4 separate regions of the Mus musculus genome follow, and all the other regions are linked to region 1. The links are chromatin contacts, called in public HiChIP or PLAC-seq and promoter capture Hi-C maps. All regions are on one chromosome and are shown on one strand. Each heading gives the region's core, a stretch centred on a gene start, on an enhancer-like site or on the middle of the called end of the contact. The rest is flanking DNA. Distances are from core to core; before and after follow the strand shown.

Region 1 (2,953 bases), core at 50-2,549:
GAAGGTCATGTCTGGTGAGGCTGGGTAGGCAGAGAAGCCAGCCTTCCATAGGCAAACAAAAAGCTAACTGAACAAACCAACCATGCCTGGGACAGGAGAACCCAACCAAAGAGAACAATTTTTAATAGTTCCGTGGTTGTCAAGAGGGGCAACTCCTCTAGTCTGGAGTACTCGCAAGTGCAGGGTGAGTTTTCCCACCAGCCAGGGTTCCATTAGATATTTGATCGATAAGAGCCCTTTGGGGATGGTGCAGGTAGGACTAAGAAGAATCCTGGTCTCAGTCAGTTGCTGTACTGCTTGCTCCAGAGGCAGAGCACACCCCACTCCACCCCTCCCCTGCCCCTTCCCCCTCCCCTTTCCCCCTCCCACCCCACTGGTACAGCATCTCCAACCTTTCCTTTCTTCTACCTTCTTAATTCAAAAGAATCTGAGACAGAAAGGGGCAGAGGCTAACTTAGGGACTTTCCTGGAAACTCAAGGGGTAAATGCACATATTTCTGCACTTTAGCATGCTACCTGTGGAGAAAGGACCTTGAAACTCAATTCCTGTACCCACCCAGAACTTCGGCCTTGCCCGGGCTTTCCTGGTAGTAGAGGCAGAGGGATGGAAATTGCCTATGTGGCAAGGACTTACATATTTAGTTATTCACTTTTAACTTATCACCTCTCCTAGATTTCTGTGACTATTTCAGACCCCACTTCCAGACTAGATTCATCATCGGTGGGTCTACAACCGAGCATCCAAGGGTCCCGAACATCCTGCCCCATTCCTTCACAGCCTTACTACAAAGAAGATGCGAAGACTCCACATGGATACGACCTTGCCTGCCTCCATACTCTTGAGTACTGACTGTACCTGTGCATCTGCAGCTTGGCACTGGGATAGGCCATCTCAGATTAGTCTGGAAGTCGCCTTCTCAAGGAAACTCTTCCAGGGGGCTCTACCCCTTCAAAAAAAAAATCCTTTAAACTACTACACACTTGGAGGTTCTACCATTAGATTCCGAGCTTAGCCCTTCGGAAAAGGTGAGACAGGCTGGGTCACCAGGGTTTGTAGTCCTAGTCCCTAGCCCAGCAGATGAGGCTCCTAAACCCTCGAAGCTCCACCATCAGAATGTGTAACCTAGAGCGGATAGGCTTAAAGTGATGATCACTGCCTCCCACTTCAGGCCTCGAGGTTATAGAGTACCCCGCCCTCTTAACGGTGGCCCCGCCTCTTCCCTCTTTCTCCAAAAGGAAGCTTCTGTGGTTGCCATGGGAGCGACTCTGGTTACTGGACTCGTAGTGGGCCGAGCCCTGTGAGGACTGAGCAGGGGCAGACTGTTGAAAAAGCTCAGCCACGGCGGCCTTCCTCTTTAGAGGTCGAGGTCCGCAAAGCGAGCTGGGTAAGGGGCACCGGGCTCTAGGCGAAGGAAAGGGCAGCGGATCCCGCCTGCAGAAGCCCCAGGTATGGAGGCGCCCTTGACCAACGCTGGTCCCCTGTCTTCGTGAGGAGAGTGGCTTTGCTCTGGCCTCCCTCCTGCTTTTTGAGGAGGGTCTGGGGGAGGTATGCCGCGGGGAGGGGAGGCTCTGCGCCCCTGAATTTGTGGAAGTTACGGGAAAATACCTCAGATAAGCAAGAAGCTCCTCAGAGTTTTTCTGAGTTCCCACTTCTAGACTACCCACAGTTTCTTTTAATCACTTTATCTTATTTTTTTTTAAATATCATATAGAAGAAGGGATTTCATTGTGACATTTCCATTCATATATATAATTCCATGTGCACTTTGAGTGCATCCATGAATTTAACGAATTAAACATAAGACTGGGGATATATTCAGGAGTTGTTGGGCAGTTGTGAGAAACCAGAGTTCCTGCCACTACTTTTAGACTATTGTTTTAAAGTGTGTGTTGTGGGGGCCGGAGAGACTGCCCAGAGAGACATTAATAAGGGAAATAAGATGATAAAGGAGGGAACACCGACACTGCTAGTTTGACCTGGAGCCTGATGGAAGAGGAGGACGGGGCTGCGGAAAGACTGTATGCTTTTGTCCTCCACCCATGGGTGTGACTGCTGCCTTCTCAGTCACGGGGCCTCTGAAGAAAACAGCGTGGAGAGACTCAAGTCCTGCCTTTGCTTTTGACCCCTAGAAGGGCAGACACCATTAGTGCTGGTGTTCCACCCCCAAGAAGTTAGTAGCCTGAGGCAGGAAGGGCGCCAGTAGAAAGGCGCCCAGCTCTGGCTTTTGTTTAGAAACCACAGGAGCATCTGTTTCCAGGATGCTAATACTGCACTTAGTTGATGTTCCTTCCCTAAGTGCCACAGACATCTCAGAATGGGGCATTCAGGTCCCATCCCCCCTTCCGAAGCTCAGCAGAACCTAAATATTATAAATATCCTAAGTCCTGGTGTATCTCTCTCACACACATACAAACACAAATAAACTTAAAATAACTATTTTAAAAATTATAAGAAAAGTTCATTTCCTTTCAGCTTAAATATAGCAGATCTTAGGTCTTGGTCTGCAGCTTTGAGTGGTAAACTCTTAGAGTGTAGATGGCCACTCAGCAGTGGATGCTTTTAAAATATAGAAATTTAGAGAAGCAGCTGGCATCTAAGAAGCCAGGCTACTTAAAGTGTGAGGTGGCAGAGTGTATTCTGAAATACATGTACACAGAAAGTAGAATAATCAAGCCAGTAGCATGAGTGTTTTACAAGAGTAAGAACATGGCTTCCATTATGGAGGACCCAGAGTTCACAAGAAATGTCTTTAAAGTAATATTGGAGCCAGGTGTGCTAGCACACACCTGTGATCCCCGATACCTGTGTAGCCGGGGAAGGATGACTGTGAGTTCAAGGCCATTCTGAAGAACACAGCGAGACCCTGTGTTTAGAAGAAGAAAAGAAAGGAAAGGTAACAGTTTAAAGTAGTGGAACTACTAGGAAAGCTGCTGCGTAACAGAGACCTCAGCT
Region 2 (2,867 bases), core at 88-2,587, 380 kb before region 1:
CTAGTTTCTTTTAAAAAGGAGCTAAAGCAGTTCCACTGCCACACTATGGATGGGTAGGGCTTCCAGGTGAGAGGACTGAGCCAGAGCCAGGCTGACTCCATGACAGGCTGCAAACAGTTTGGGAGACTAGGCCTAAGTTTGTGTTTCCCACAAACAGAACTGGGATCCAGGAACCTGTGGTCAGCCAACCGCAGCCATGGGCAGCCAATCTGAGGACACCTTGTCCTTTGGCCTGAAGGATCCCTAGAGTAGAGCTAACCAATCACGGTAAAGGGGCACATACCACACACACACACACACACACACACACACACACACACACACACACTGGAATTCCCTTGACAATAAAAGCTGGGCCTGCGAGCCCACTCGGTGTCTCTATTCCTGAATGAAAAGACCCCTGCATGCAGGAAATTCCGCTGGAAAAAAAATGCTCTTTGCTTTTGCATACTATTTGAGTCTGGGTTATCATTCCTTGGTGATTCTTGGACCCTAACACAGGCAGTGACTGTAATGGATATTGTATCATATTACAACCTTGGTCAATTAAGTCACAAGAAAGAAACCACTAAAGTACTCTGGACTAAGAATAGTCTAGCTTGAGCTACTAAAAATTTTTTTTAGATTTATTTGACAAATATTTGCTAGCAGATATGTCTGTGCACTGTGTGTGTGTGTCTATGGCAGGTCAGAAGGCATCAGATCCCCTGGAACTAGAGTTCCAGACAGTTGTAAGGTACCTTGTGGGTGCTGGGATTTGAACCTGGGTCCTTTGCAAAAAGAACAGCAAGTGTTCTTCACTGCTCACCCACCTCTCCATCACCTTCTTTTTGTTTCTCTTCTCTCTTTAAACAAAGCATCTTTTACTCTTTGACAACTGCATAGATAGAAACAATGCGTCCTGATGATGTATACCCCAGCTCCACTTTCCCTCCCACTCCTCTGAAGCACCCCACGAGCCTTTCTCCCCTTCTGCCTCTTTCTTTGTTCACAGCTGCCCACTGAGCCCTCTCTGCTGGGATGATGACTGACCTCCCTGCACTGGTCACAGCTGCAGTGAGTCCTCGGCTGCAGAGGCCACAGCACAGCCCAAAGGCAGCGTTGCATTCCTCGCCTTCCTGCATCTCTCACATTCTTTGAAGCCCTCCTCTGAGATGCCCCTCCTCTGACGTGTTCCGAGCCTTTGGTGGGAAGGATGTCCTACCTAGGGCTGGACACCAGCTCCAGCTACTCTTAAATGTAAGTGGTGAATTTTAGTTACACACACAGAAGGGGAGGAGGACACACCTCTCTCAACTAAGCAGGCGAAGTGCAGAGTGATCCCTGGAAATCCGAGGTGCATTCCTCAATGAACAAGTCACTTAGAGCAAAGCTGGGCTTGAACTGGATCCTCCCCTCTGCTACTCTGGTGCTCATTCCTGTGGTTTTATGACACATTCCTGCATGCTACATGCCACTGGCTCTGACTAATCTTCAATTACACAGTGCACAGAACCCAGCTTACTACTTGAGAGAAACCATTTCCTATCTACATGGTCTCAAAGAAAACAGTGTCTGTTCTTTTCTCCAACTCAGCTGCCAAGTCCTCACTCCCTTTTATGTTCTGTGGACATTTATAACATTAGCTCTGATAAGTCACAGAACTGTGAAAGTCAGTTTTCGAATCACTAAGTTATAAGGTAAGTTGCACAGAAATAGAAAACCTAACCAGAACTGGCACAAAAAGAAGACTTACGTGGCCTTTTCTATTTCATGAAAGGCAGAAGATGGCAGCCACGGACTGCTTGTGAAGGCCAGAAGACAGAGAAAACGGTTCGGACAATAGACAAAATGAATGAGCGAGTGTGGTGACACTCACTGAAGGCAATACAGCAAACAGAAAACGCATCTACAGAATCAGTGGCTGCAAATACAAAGATCAGAAGACTGGGCAGAAGGGCCAAAGTAGCAAATGGCTTTTCTTTTTGTAAAATAATTTATTTTTATTTTTATATGCATTGGTGTGGTGTCTTCTTGAATGTGCATATGTCAAAGTGTCAGATCCCCTGGAACTGTAGTTACAGATAGTTGTGAGATGTCATGAAGGTGCTGGGAATTAAACCTGGGTCCTCTGTAAGGTAGCCAGTGCCCTCAACTGATGAGCCATTTCTCTAGTCCCCAAACCTCAGACACATGTAGTCCTTGTCTAGAAGAGTCTGATGTGAGTATGGCTTTTGTCCAATGAACAGTTACAACTCCATACACAGGTGGTCTACAATGTTCAAAATGAAGAGCTATGTCTTTCAACTGTGGGAGAGAATCTAGGCAAATTAGTGAACTACAAAACAGAGCCTAGGAAGAGAGAAGGATGAATCAGAGCATCAATGTTAAGAGTCATGGGATCCAATCCCAGAGAGTAGCAGTGAGCTTTCCTGAGGGAATGACAATACATTCTATTATAGTTCAGAACCAGAACCTTCCCCTCTTGGTGACTAGGGGTAGCTACTATACTACTCCTGTCTCTAGTTTACTATCCTGTCACCATTTCATGGATCTTTAGAACTAGCAGAGAGGCAGTCAAGGAACCCAAACCATAGATGGGCAAGACACAGGATTAGATGACCATCTTTGGACTGTGGACCTAATGTCATGATGAGCTAGGCTCTGAGGGGGTTTGTGAGAAGACGGTGAGTTAATCATACATTAACTTACTCCTGCACAGACACCACACACATTCAACCTGTTAGTTAACCATACATTAACTTACCCCTGCACAGACACCACACACATTGAACCTGTTCTGTTTTTCTTGGATTGAGGGCCTGCGTGATACATGTGACCTTTTTCGACCATATGTTTGATGCATAAAGCACTCTATGTAAGTCATT
Region 3 (3,256 bases), core at 132-2,631, 500 kb before region 1:
CAACTGGCTACAGGTTTCAAAACTGTTTCCAAAAACTTTCCCATGACACCCAAAGATGCTCCCTCCCAAACTCCCTCACCCTGGGTTTCCAAGGCTGCCCGACATTCCCGACCCCACCACCACCACCACCACGACCACCCCACCCCACCCCACTCTGTGACCCTAGGCATTGAGTGTGTCTCCCTGGTGGAGTTTCCTCCCCGCAGGGTACTTGTTCTTCCCAATAGCTAGCAGCCTGCTGAGCAGAACTGGAGAAGGGTGTCACCCTGGCAGAGAGAGGGTGGGAAGCACAGTCACTGCAGGAATCCCAGGGGCAAACGGTAGGTAAAGATGGTGACAAGTCAGATAAGCAGGCCCTGAACTGAGAGAACCAACTGAGACTCACTAATCCGGGCAGTCCAGAGACTCCTCGAATGTGAACGGAACCTCATCCGGGTGACTCCGGAGTGCCATGCAGTCTAAGAAGCTCAGCTCAGCCTACACCTATTTGAAATTGCCCTTTGTTCTCTTCTCCTCGGGCCTATAGACAGCTCTAATCGGAAGCCCACTGGAGATGGCACAGTGGGGGTGGGGGGAGGACTGGAGTGTCTCTTTGGTCGATTAGCTTGGGTACCTGGGATGATGAAATCATGGGGAATTAACAATAGTGTATATGATTTCCCACCATGTGTATATGATTTGATTCATGAAATTCTCAAAGCCATTGATTGACCAGTGTTACCTTTATCATCTCATGTTCAGATAAAGAAACTGAGGCTGACAGGTGGCTCTTTAGGACTAATTCTCCTACAGGGTTGGATTGGAGATGTCAAAAATGTATCATCCAGAGGTCTCTGAGTCTCCAAACTTCTGAGAGCCCTGTCTAAAATCCCCAATTCTAGCCCAACCTGCCTCTGGAAGCTGCTTGCAAACTTGGAGTCCTTACCTGGAAGGATGAGGATGTCCACCAGGGGTTTGCAGTGGTAGAGACCAGTGGCCATGACGCAGTCAGCCCACAGGCCCTTGGAGCCCAGTTCGTCCATTTTTCGGCAGGTGGGGATGGTGTAGCTGCAGGTCACCACCCAGTCATTGGTGGACGTTGTGACGATGATGCCAATCCAACCCACGAAGCTCGTGACGAAACCCACCACCTGAAGGCAAGTGGCTACCATGGTGGCCGCAGCGACGTCCACGCAGCTCGACTCACACGGATTGTGCCCCCTGTGTCGTCCTGGACAGAGCCTTCCCTAGGCTTGCCCTCTTGGCCCTCGCGAGCCGCTGGCTCCGGGCTACTCGAGATGGGGAGAGAGCGGCTGCAAGCACTGCTGCGACAGCGTGCAGCGGGGACAGGTGCGCCTGGAGGGGACTGCAGCGCTGCTGGGCAGCGCGTCCCCGCCCCCTCTTTAAACTCCGGGGCCCGGGCTGGCAAGCGCCAATCCGCGACAGCCCCCGAGACGAGCCGGCCAATCGCAAGCCAGGCTTCGGTGCGGGTGTAGAAGGGAGCAGGGGCTGAGGAGGGGCAGCAGGCTGCCCCACGGCTGGTGACACACGGTCAGCGCTGGGAATTAAATTAATCCCATCCCGATAGGGACCCGCAGAGTGAAGGGGGCGCGTCCAGCTCCTGTTGGGTTTGTTAAGCGTAGTCTCACTCCTAGAGAAGTAGTCTCTCTCTCTCTCTCTCTATGTCTCCCTCCTAAACTTCTACCAACTCTCCGACCGCTCCCTCTTCTCTGCTGTGGACACTTCCAAGGGCACCTAGTACATTTTCCTATGCCCCTAAGGAACAGAGGGGACACATTCAGCACTCCGATGTTGCCATAAGAAAAGACCGGGGAGAGGGCTTAGATAGCTTAGTAAGTGAGGGCCCTTACTGCGCTGGCACACGAGAGAGCCTCAATCCCAATGCCCAGCACCCAGTACAAAGCCTGCCATGGTGCTTACTAAGTCCGTAACCCGGTGCTGTTAGACTGATACGGAAGGACCTCTGAGTTTGCTAGCTGCCATTCTAGAGCCAGGTTCAGTGCCATTCTGTGGCTCGAGGAAATAAGGTAGATGGGGATAGAGCAGGACACGGGACATCCTCCTAGTGCACACGTGTGTACACAGACACACACCCCACACACACCGCCACACATAAACACACACATACACACTTCGCAAGAAACAAATAACACAATAAAGATGGTGCCAGCAGAATTAACTCTGGTCACAATAATGGTGACGATTACTCACTGTTATTAATACTTGATAAGTGCATGTGTTCTTATACCACAGCTTACTGAATTGTCCACACTTTGCAGTGGGGACAACTGTCAATTCTACACAGAAGAAACAGCCCCCCAAAGGACAAGCTCCTGAAGTTCACACAGCTAGGAAGGAGACTCCGTGGGCCCCGCTCATTCCTGTCCCTGACCTTTCCTGAGAATCCATCCTGGTTATCACTTTCTGAATGTTCCTAAAGGGCTTGGTGTTCCATTTGTGATACATTAAAAGCCAGGCATTCTGCCCAGATCACTGTAAATAAGTTAGCTTCTGTTCTCCACCGAGAAAACCGATAGCCCAGATTGAGTGGGAAGCAGAAGCTATCAGCAAAGGCTACCAGGCAGCCCCCTTCTCTACACGCATTCAGATAAGGCTCATTCTGTGCCCTTGGGCGGAGGGAGGCACTGGGGATGAACCCACGGACTTGAGCAAGCCAGACAATGCTCTACCATTGAGCTACAGCTTCGGACTTGTGCAATTTTAAGTCAAGAAAAGGATTGCTTATCTTACTGTATGGCTTGATCTAGTCACCTGGGCCTCTTCCCCCTCTCCTCTTATTCTATTTAAAATGGTGGCAGATTTCAGCAAATGGACATTTTGCTCATCATCCTGTTGAGCTTGCTGCAGTTATCCCCATGATGGATGGGGTCATACATGCCACCAACTCTTCAAGCCAAGACTGCCCTTGATCAAGGAGACTAGTGGGATATCTATGTGGCTGGTGGGTTGGTCTTGGAGTGGGCTGTCTCTCAGTCTATGTGACTGGTGGGTTGGCCTTGCACTGGGCTGGCTCAGCCTATGTGACTGGTGGGTTGGTCTTGGAGTGAGAATGGCAAACACTTTATTACTGTTACTGTGGCCTATGGGGGATAACTCCTGCAATGTGTTTGACGCAGGCCTGGTGCTGTTGATTGACAAGTTAGTCGCTATTTGAGCTACCCAGACCAGCCTGCATAGTCCAAGGCCTGGCTCCACTACTACTGCCTACGGGATCAAAACATTTCACATTGCTTTT
Region 4 (2,818 bases), core at 110-2,609, 410 kb before region 1:
TTGTATTTATTTATTTATATTGATTTGAGACAGGACCTCGTTTAACCAGACTGAGATTAGAGGTACCTGCTGTGGCTGCCTCTGCCCACCTTAGTTTCATTATCAACTAGAAATATTCTTCTTCATAGGAGAAACATGGCATACTTAAACCCTCACATATATTTCCTCACAAAGGAGGTTCTCACTCATAGTCCATAAAGATAACATAGAGTTACAGTACCTACAGAGGGAAAGAATCCTACTTAAGTCAAACTCCAAAATAACTTAGATTTCATTCTGAAGATCAATTTGTATAGTATATTGAGTCGATTAAAATCGAGACACAGATGAACACCGATAAAATCCTGAACTTCTTGGTCACTGGCTACTTGCGGGTGAGTTCAGACCGCTTCTGCAGGGTAACTCTGACCATCATTAGGCAAGAGACTGACCCCTAGTGGTGAGACATAGCATCATCATTCAGCCAACCAGGGCCAAAGTTGTCTGTCCCACTTCCGATCTCCTACAAGCCCAAACCACACTGCTAGGGAGAGACCATTTTAACCCAGGAAATACCTCCTACATAAACGCATGCGTATGCTTTAAAAAAAAATTCTAAATCAACTTTTCTGCAACACATTTGTTCATAGTATCAAACAAAAAATTCCTTAAAATTGCACTTTTCCAACTCCCGTAGAACTTATGTTGCCTCCTCTCAGACTTGCAGGGCCACAGTGGAGCGCCGATTTACACCTCCCCCTCCCCGCCCTCCCCCACACCAGAACCCCGCTGCTGCTGAGAAAAAACAGTTTTCACTCCTCCCTCCCTACACAGCAAAACATGGAACCTGCTAGAGCCGGAGGGATCTTCCACATTCCGCTCCGTGCCGCCGTGCCAGCAACTCTCACCGTAAATGTATCAAATGTATCTGTTTTCCACCTCGGCTGAAAAGCTTGCTTGCTTGTTTGTTTGTTTGTTTGTAGTGGGCAACAGTTAATGTGAACTCAAATTTCACCGTGCTAAGAATAAACGATAGGTGGGGGCTGGAGAGATGGCTCAGCGGTTAAGAGCGCTGACTGCTCTTCGGAAGGTCATGAGTTCAATTCCGGACATGGTGGCTCACAACCATCCATCCGTAACGAGATCTGACGCCCTCTTCTGGAGTGTCTGAAGACAGCTACGGTGTACTTACATATAATAAATAAATCTTAAAAAAAAAAAAAAAAGGTGTATTCAGCCATAAAACTTGGACATCTATGTCAATACTCTATCCCAAGGAGTAAAATGCTCTGTCGAACTTGACCTGGCTACTGTACTCATGCACCCGGTTGCTGTGGCTGCCTGCCGGTAAGACTTGCACAAAAATGAAACCAAATTCCAAAATGAATTGGGGCGCGCGTGCGCGCGGGGGGGGGGGGTTGCCTCAAGGTCCCACTCCTAGGGAAGGACCTACCGGCAGCTGGTGGTTGCTGAGGGAAGGGGGGTCATTTTTTAGCGTAGCTGCTGGTAGTTTGCTCTGTGGTCCTGTGGATGGCTCCAGAGCCCTGTGCACAGGGGCAGCTCTGATTGGCTATGAGTTATGAAGGGGAGGAAGACAAGTAGGGATCTAGCTGCAGCGAGGAGGGGGTCCAGTTAGAGCTGAGATGGAATATGGAGGGTGGATGAACAAAATACATTGTACAAACGCATGGAATTCTCAAATAAAAACAGTATATTTCGGGGGCTGGTGAGATGGCTCAGTGGGTAAGAGCACCCGACAGCTCTTCCGAAGGTCAGGAGTTCAAATCCCAGCAACCACATGGTGGCTTACAACCATCGGATCACAAGATCTGACTCCCTCTTCTGGAGTGTCTGAAGACAGCTACAGTGTACTTACATATAATAAATATTTAAAAAAAAAAAAAAACCAGTATATTCTAAAACCTCCCAATCAATGCACGAACTAAACTTTTAAGCTTAAAATAAGGAAAGTTTAGAAAAACATCAAGGTTGACACAAAAACATAAGGGTTGCTTCTCAGCCGTGTATGTGTGAAGCGATGGGCCCAATCTTCAACAATATGAGCAAAAATCAAACCATACAGTAAAACTGAGTCAGACCATTCACAAATACAGCTCCTGCGGTACACGGGAACATCTGTGTTAGGGAAAACCTTAGTGATAAGAAAAGAAAAAAAAAAAAAAAGGTTGCTTACATTTTCTCCAGGGGCTACTTGGGCAAGCTCTAGGCCAATGAGAAACCCTAGCTTAACAACAAAAATAACAAAAGAAAAAGATGGACCCGAGGATCACTTGAGACTGTCTGAGGCCTGTGTACCACAAGCACACCCAAAATTCCAAAGTTACGTTTTTGCAATATATATTTTATTCTTAAGTATTAATATAAAGTCAGAGAACTACTCACAAAGTTCTTACGAAAAATTTCAAACTTTTATTCATGAGGAGACAATGATGCTTGGCACTTGTGTGGTGGTCAAAGGACAACTTCCAGGAGTGGCTTCCCGACTTCCACCATGTGGATCCCAGGGGTTCCACTTTCGTTGTGAGGACTGTTGACAAGGGCCCGCACTACTGAACCATCTCACCCCTAAGTAACTCCAAGACAAGGCCTTCTATCATAAGTTGATCTGGAATTCTGAATACAGCCAAGGAGACTCTTGAACTCCTGATCCTCTGGTCTCCCAGGTTAGCACTTGGGATTTCGTGTTTGCCACCGTGCCCAGCTTGCGATAAGTTTTAGATTCTAGTACTAAAAACCCAGCGCCTTCCTTTTTTATTTTAAACTACTTTAGAGAACACTCTGCAGATAAAACACGCCATATGCTGAAATTAGCCAGACC

Evidence for each region. Promoter capture Hi-C pulls out the DNA fragments that hold promoters and counts their contacts. HiChIP or PLAC-seq counts read pairs in DNA pulled down with a chosen protein or histone mark. Capture Hi-C pulls out chosen DNA fragments and counts their contacts.
Region 2: a promoter capture Hi-C map of the HPC-7 cell line shows a contact between it and region 1. The contact joins the enhancer-like site here to the promoter of Lrrc34 in region 1. A contact is called at or near these places in 5 of 39 promoter capture datasets (the C10 cell line, the HPC-7 cell line, hematopoietic stem and progenitor cells and 2 more), 1 of 15 datasets of contacts at CTCF or cohesin (the NIH/3T3 cell line), 1 of 484 Hi-C or Micro-C datasets (embryonic stem cells), 2 of 115 datasets of contacts at active chromatin or transcription factors (both in embryonic stem cells) and 4 of 9 other capture datasets (adipose tissue, embryonic stem cells, liver and 1 more).
Region 3: a contact with region 1 is called in a promoter capture Hi-C map of adipose tissue. The contact joins the promoter of Cldn11 here to the promoter of Lrrc34 in region 1. A contact is called at or near these places in 8 of 39 promoter capture datasets (the C10 cell line, HPC-7-derived erythroid cells, cranial neural crest and 5 more) and 3 of 9 other capture datasets (adipose tissue, embryonic stem cells and macrophages).
Region 4: an H3K27ac HiChIP or PLAC-seq map of embryonic stem cells shows a contact between it and region 1, with 5 read pairs. The contact joins the enhancer-like site here to the promoter of Lrrc34 in region 1. A contact is called at or near these places in 6 of 39 promoter capture datasets (the 3T3-L1 cell line, 3T3-L1-derived adipocytes, embryonic stem cells and 3 more), 3 of 115 datasets of contacts at active chromatin or transcription factors (all in embryonic stem cells) and 1 of 9 other capture datasets (adipose tissue).

Annotation. Positions count from the first base shown.
Region 1 is chr3:30,646,164-30,649,116 of GRCm38.p6, reverse strand. It overlaps Lrrc34 (leucine rich repeat containing 34), which reads left to right and starts at 1,299. Exons shown (of 11, transcript NM_027941.1): 1 at 1,299-1,447. Lrriq4 (leucine-rich repeats and IQ motif containing 4) reads right to left here and starts at 1,148. Exons shown (of 6, transcript NM_001290510.2): 1 at 857-1,148. The coding sequence starts at 891.
Region 2 is chr3:31,021,546-31,024,412 of GRCm38.p6, reverse strand. All of the region lies in intron 2 of Prkci (protein kinase C, iota), which reads right to left. Among named protein-coding and RNA genes, the nearest start is that of Mir7008, 16 kb to the left of the region's middle. Within about 2 kb of position 1,337, at least 161 of the 459 cell types and tissues checked have an H3K27ac peak or open chromatin away from gene starts, as enhancers often do. A contact at or near this core is called in the NIH/3T3 cell line, where this site is marked.
Region 3 is chr3:31,148,045-31,151,300 of GRCm38.p6, reverse strand. It overlaps Cldn11 (claudin 11), which reads right to left and starts at 1,381. Exons shown (of 3, transcript NM_008770.3): 1 at 926-1,381. The coding sequence starts at 1,151.
Region 4 is chr3:31,055,097-31,057,914 of GRCm38.p6, reverse strand. No RefSeq gene overlaps it. Among named protein-coding and RNA genes, the nearest start is that of Gm33641, 3.0 kb to the left of the region's middle. Within about 2 kb of position 1,359, at least 156 of the 459 cell types and tissues checked have an H3K27ac peak or open chromatin away from gene starts, as enhancers often do. A contact at or near this core is called in adipose tissue, embryonic stem cells and hematopoietic stem and progenitor cells, where this site is marked.